Regions from separate parts of the Aphis gossypii genome. Here region 1 is linked to region 2. Evidence: chromatin contacts called from public Hi-C data. All regions are on one chromosome and are shown on one strand. The core of a region is the stretch at or near the end of the contact, and the rest is flanking DNA. Distances in the headings are between cores, read along the strand shown. Region 1 holds the start of LOC114120765 (sodium leak channel NALCN). Region 2 holds the start of LOC114120755 (integrator complex subunit 2).

Region 1 (3,161 bases), core at 174-2,673, 150 kb after region 2:
CTTTCGTAGCAATTGGAAACAACATTAACGACAAACGAGTAATAATTAAAATATTATCTATTAGGTATTCCATTGAGAACGCACAACGTTGGCATATTCCTGTAGTGGCGACTAAAATAATAATTAATAAATAATAGGATATAGGAAAACACACGTGAAAACCCGGACTCACCGGACCACAAATAGAACTTGTAAGCTAAAAAAAGGAGAAAGAAAGCGAAAACTGTTCACAAACGATACAAACGCCTACTCCTACTAACCTCCCACCAAGTAAATTGCCACACGACCCGGTCACCGTAACCGGTCCGCGGTGGTCTGCCCCCGGACCGAACCAAACTTGGTCATGCCGATGGTGTACGACCGATATTTATACAAATATGTTAATAACATTTCGCGACAACAATATTCCACCCGCCGGCCAGTCACATATATTTTACTGATTACTGCTTAGTAATTAATAATTATACTATTATTATTGTCACACATTACACTGACCTGCATTATAGGTAACGACGTTCCCTGTTCGACAGATTTCATTTTCGACTGAAAGTCTTGGTAGACATGCCTCCTTCTGTAAAATGAACAGATACCGTTTCTGTTACAACTGAGATGATGGTAACCGTCGTTCCACATAATGTTATATTCTGATGGAAAAGATACAAGTTGGTTTGAGAAGAAAAAAACTAAAGACGGCCAACAATATAGTTAAGTGGTTTGATTAATTATCAAATTATTTAAATTTATAAAAGTTTCGTCGAATAGTTTGGAAAAAATAAAACGACAAAAAAAAAAGTTAACTAGGTAATTAAAACATTAATAATAATTTTTGAGACAGACGCGGGTTTGTGGCGATAAAGACGAAAATTATAATAGCAGTGAAGTAAAACAGTCCGAGTGTTACGATCGTCACTCGTCAATCGGTAAACTTTTATCTTGTATGTCGATTTTTTTCATTTGAAAAAAACGTCCGGATTACTAGCACCGCGCTGTTCACCGGCGGCGATGGCTTCGATTGGCGCAGCTTGTGGTCGACCTAACGTAGTAACGTCGTCGTGTTGTGGTGGTGGAGGACTATGCGATGTTGCCGGTTTTCAAACGGAGGTCGTGCGTTTATGATATGATAGATAAGGGAATTCACTACTCGGTACCGATTGTCTATATATATACAATATAATCATGTACATGACGTGATATTTGAAAATAATTACATAAATCAATCACCATCTATACTACAAAATAAGTTCAAATATACGGCAATGTAGTAAAAATATGCACCATTAGGTTGTTTAACAAAAATTTACTTTAAAAATATTTTTTTTTATTCATTATTTTTTCGTCCATGATCCCGCGCTTTGAACGAAGTCTGATAATTGTTATCAAAAGTCCCCTGTTATTATAAAAAAAAATAAAATAATCAATCCGATATTCGAGTGGACGATAAGGAATAACGAAATAAAAAAAGTGAATTTTCACCATAGAAAATATATATATATATATATATATAATTTCCACTCTGCCGTCCTTAGCTGTAAATGACTTTCCGTAGTCCGAAGGCTGAGCTTATACTTTTGAGGCTTAGGTTCGAAACAAAATCGAAAATGTGAGGCGATTGGAGGCATGTTGGGTCGTAAGCAAAGCATCCGGGCGGATATAATGGCTCCGGACTATGTTCAGGATGAATCTCTAAATGAGAATGCTGAAATCGATTGGGTTAACAAGGTAAATACGTTAACCGTTTGCCCGAACGAAAATGGAAACATGGATAATTTTTTCTTCATTAATCCAATACGTTTGTTCTCTACAGCTTTGGGTCCGACGGTTGATGCGTTTTTGCGCGCTACTGAGTTTACTATGCGTCAGTCTCAATACTCCAAAAACTTTTAAGGCTTTTCCATTTCTACAGTATGCAACGTTTATCTGCGATTTTGCCGTCACCGGTTTATATACTGCTGAAATGATAGCAAAGATGCACATTCGTGGGATATTAAAGGTATAAGTGATTTTCTTGACATCTTATGTAATTTCAATTTCATTATTATTGTTTTTGTCCAGGGAGAATCACCGTATATGAAAGACCACTGGTGTCAATTTGATGGTACGATGGCATTTTTTCTTTGGGTGTCTGTAATTTTACAGATTTTTGAAATTGTGGAATTTTTACCCGAATTTAGTTACTTATCAATATTAAGAGCACCAAGGCCTTTTATAATGATCCGATTTATACGTGTCTTCCTAAAATTCTCAATGCCAAAATCTAGGATAAATCAAATTTTCAAGTACTTAACTTTAAATATATATATATATATATTTTTTTTTTTAATACTTGAATTATTTTATATTTAATTATATTTAATTCTTTTAGGCGATCAAGTCAACAAATCTACAATGTAACACTGTTCTTCCTGTTTTTTATGTCTTTATATGGTGTACTTGGTGTTCAACTTTTTGGTGAAATGAAAAATCATTGTGTTCTTAATACAACAGATCCAACGTAATTTATTTTTAAATGTATTTATTTCAGCATTATATATTTTATAATATTTCATAAAATGCTTAACAGGAGTGTAACACTTAATAATTTAGCCATACCAGACTCATTCTGTTCTAAGGAACCAGGTGCTGGATATCAGTGTCCGGAAGGTATGAAATGTATGAAATTAGAATTATCAAGGTACATAACTGGCTTCAGTGGATTCGATGAATTTGGTAAATTATTACGTTATTATATACTTTTAATGTCTAGACTTGAGTATTTATATTTTCTAGCAACAAGTATTTTCACTGTATATCAAGCTGCATCACAAGAGGGTTGGGTATACATAATGTTCCGAACGTTTGATAGTCTTCCAGCCTGGAGAGCAATTTTTTACTTTTCTACATTAATATTCTTCTTAGCATGGTTAGTTAAGAATGTGTTTATCGCAGTAATTACAGAGACATTTAATGAAATGCGTGTGCAATTTCAACAACTGTGGGGAAGTAGAAGACATGTTGGAAACAAAACTTCTACTGAAGTAAGATTATATTATACATTTTTTATTAGTTTTACATTTTAATTGTTATTATTATTATTATTATTATTATTATTAATTATTATTATTGCAATTTAAAAGTTTATTAAATTAATTGTTTTTATGTACAAAAATTTTTTTAGATTTTAA
Region 2 (3,478 bases), core at 565-3,064:
ACACGAAAAAATTTGAAAAATTGTATCAAAATCAAGTGACAGAATTGAATAGCGTTAATGACTTAATGTTTTTAAAATTAATTAATAATAATCAATTATTTTTGAGAGAAAAATTTATGTTAGACCTCGTTCATGGAGAGAATAATATTATATATGAACAAACAGCAGTGGTGCACTGCCTAATATGTAACATCAAATTTGTGTAAATTGTTAAATTGTTAATGACATCTGCGAAAATATTTAGAGAATATTATACCCGCTTATGTTGTCCTTATGTTTATTATTAACTTAAAAAACTTAAGAGGTAAGAGGTTAATCTAAAGTCTATTAAAGTTGGCTATTTCTGTTAGGGATTTACAAAGAAATTAAACTATCAAAGTAGTTATGCTAACATAAAAATACATATTAAAAGATAACAGAAGCTCGGAAGCATTTGACTATTATTTAAGAAAATGAGCTTACACATTTAGCACGAATCACAAGTGCAGCAGGTGGATACATTGCACTCAACTGAGTTAAGACTTCCATTCGAATGCGACTACCTCCATTTTCTTCTTCATATCTTTCTGAGTTTTGTATTAAGCTTGTACAAACTAAAAGTTTTATAGTATTAAGATATTATTTTTAAATAGATGAATTTTAAATTTACCGTCATAAAAACAATCAGGAAAATTAGCAACAATCCAGCAAATGAAAATTGGACCATGTTTAACATGAAGCAACACTTCTGCAATGTCTTGAACTGTAAGTATAGCTGGTAATTCAGAAAGAGCAATATTTAATACATCACAAACTTCTGGTATGTAAACTGGATAATCAAATAAATCTGACTGCTTGATATAAAATTCTGAATTTATTGAAGTTTGAACAGTATGTTGTTTTTCGCGGTGTTCTTGAATCTTAATAAGTGATGGAAGTAAAATACATTAGTAACTTTTTTAACAATTATTTATTATTTTAATTGTTATACCTGTGAAGAAATATAAAGGATTTCACTCAAAACAAGTCTCAATCGCCGAGTAGAGTCACTTCTCTCAAATTCCAGAGACAATGGATTTTGTAGAGAATGAATAAGAACGCTGTCAGCTTGAGTACTACCCAATTTTTGTCTAAAAAAATATGTACAATAATACATCAAACAAAATTGTGTTTAATATGAAAAGTCAATTTAACTTTACCTTAATATCTGTTCTTTTTTAACATCTATTTCTAATGAATGAAAATCAATCGACAACAGTGCAACAATGGAATTGACGAGTTCTATTCCTGACAACAGTGTAAGTATGTCCTTTTTGCCATCGGCATAATCTGCCATGTTGTCCGCTGATGATATTAAGCTCATTCGAACCAGACATGGTAATACTGGACGAATGTCTTTTGCCGACAACTTGCACAGTTCTTGTATATCAACGTTAAGCAATGCTTGGAACACTTTATGTGACACATTTAAATTCACCGTCATGACTGTTAAGAGTTAATAACACATAATAAAATAAATCGAATAATTTTGAATTTTTCAAGACTTCAATTTTTTTTATCAATGTGGTCGTGTATCGACCATTTCACAGAGGAAAATATCTTCCGAAAAAATTGCGACTTTCATCTCTTGGAAATTAGTGATTCACTTATTTATCTAAAGCTTAAAATAAAAATAACAATACAGTAGTAAAAAAGTACCTAAGACGAATATTTCTAAGTTTTAAATAAAATGTGTTCCATCTTCCGTTTGTTTGAACTATTATTGTTTATGATTTGTTAATCTTTTTATTTGATTTAAAATATTTGTTGATATGTAATCATAGTTATCACGTTTTTTATACGTAAATGGTAGCATGTGTGCATGACAAAAGAAGTGTTTAGTATGACGTCACAAACTTGAATGATAACGTACATCATATGACGTACATGGTTCACGTCTTTTGAATTCAAATCTTATGGTTATAAAAATAAATAACAATAATAAATCACATGCGTATCTCAAGTTTAACACTCCTATGTATATGCATAGTGATCCACACGGGACTGCATCCGAGTTGGGCCTCGGATTTAAAATTACTACACTAGTTGGGTCCTGAATTATTTAAGGTATAACACTAGTTCTTGAATATTTATTGGTAAATACTACACTTTACTAACATTTTCTTTCCCTCTTTAACAGATTTAGAACTGTCTATGATATATTTAGACCACAGGTCCACATTTTCTAAAAATTTTATTATTTATTTAATATTTTTATAAAATAGAATTGGAAAATTAGTATAGTGTAATAAAAATATTATAATAATTAAAAATATGATACAATAATATTAATGCAATTTTATTAAATTGAAAAGTAAATGAAAAGTACCTATATTTATATAATATTAGTTATTACCATTGATTATAAATAGTAATAGTATACTATTTATAATCAATGATATTACTATTTACTATTGGGATATTCGTAATAAAGAAAGACGTAAGTGGTTTCCTCTCGTGGATTTTACTAAAAGAAAAATGTATAACTAACAATATGACTAATAAAATTTCAGGAATAATAAATCGATTCAATTTTGTAAAATTAATGTCTTATAAATTTTTACCTATACAAAAGTGATTTTTTTTTAAATATTATTTTTTTTTATTAAATCTCATTTACTTTTCAATTTAATAAAATTGTATTAATATTATTGTATAATATTTTTAACTAATATAATATTTTCATTATACTATACTAACTTTCCAATACTATTGTATAAATTATACAATTAAAAAAAAAAATGTTGTCTTTTGGTCTAAATAGATCATAATTCATAGATAGTCCTAAGTCTGTTAAAATGAAAAAAAAGATTTAAGTATAGTGTAGGACTTACCAAAAAATATTCAGGAACTTGAGGAACTATAGTGTAATACCTAAAATAATTCAGGACCCAACTAGTGTAGACAATAGTGTAGTACTTATAAAAATCTGGGACCCAACTAGTACACTACCTGCGATTTAGCCCCTAGATTCGGGACCCAACTCGAATGCGCCGACCTCTATCGTTCATTTTTCATCCCAGATTTCGTATAAATACGGGACCCTAGACGGGATAGATGCTGTCAAATTAGAATTAGTCTGCACCAAACCACTGGAATTAATTGAGTTGTTGGACTGCACCCTAACATCGCCTCTTCTCTAACTAACTTCTAGGGTAGAATTTATAAAACTCTATCCACAAATTTATCAAGTATCAATTATTATATTATTATTATTTCAATAAGCAAATAAACTTATACTCAACAACTGCGTTCTACTCTATTCTTTATACTCCTCCATACGGCTCAACACTTATAAAGTAGTTTTCACTTTGACGTTAAGTGGCTTTGGGACACCTAGAGGTCACTACAGTGACGTATTTAATATTTTTTACTTAAACGTAAAAAATAAATAGCCTCAGCACAATAAATAATAATAATACATTTATACATGTTGGCTTATATCTAATAATAAAATACG

Evidence for each region. Hi-C and Micro-C count contacts between places; a contact is called where the count stands out from the background.
Region 1: a contact with region 2 is called in a Hi-C map of whole body, with 2.3 times the contacts expected there. The contact joins the promoter of LOC114120765 here to the promoter of LOC114120755 in region 2. A contact is called at or near these places in 2 of 2 Hi-C or Micro-C datasets (both in whole body).

Annotation. Positions count from the first base shown.
Region 1 is chr1:1,580,629-1,583,789 of ASM2018417v2, forward strand. It overlaps LOC114120765 (sodium leak channel NALCN), which reads left to right and starts at 1,424. Exons shown (of 28, transcript XM_027982786.2): 1 at 1,424-1,719; 2 at 1,805-1,990; 3 at 2,053-2,276; 4 at 2,363-2,491; 5 at 2,561-2,706; 6 at 2,767-3,014; 7 at 3,155-3,161. The coding sequence starts at 1,618. LOC114120766 (terminal nucleotidyltransferase 5C) reads right to left here and starts at 1,020. Exons shown (of 2, transcript XM_027982787.2): 1 at 496-1,020. The coding sequence starts at 633.
Region 2 is chr1:1,425,723-1,429,200 of ASM2018417v2, forward strand. LOC114120755 (integrator complex subunit 2) reads right to left here and starts at 1,815. Exons shown (of 17, transcript XM_050198859.1): 1 at 1,678-1,815; 2 at 1,179-1,464; 3 at 971-1,109; 4 at 650-899; 5 at 463-593. The coding sequence starts at 1,462.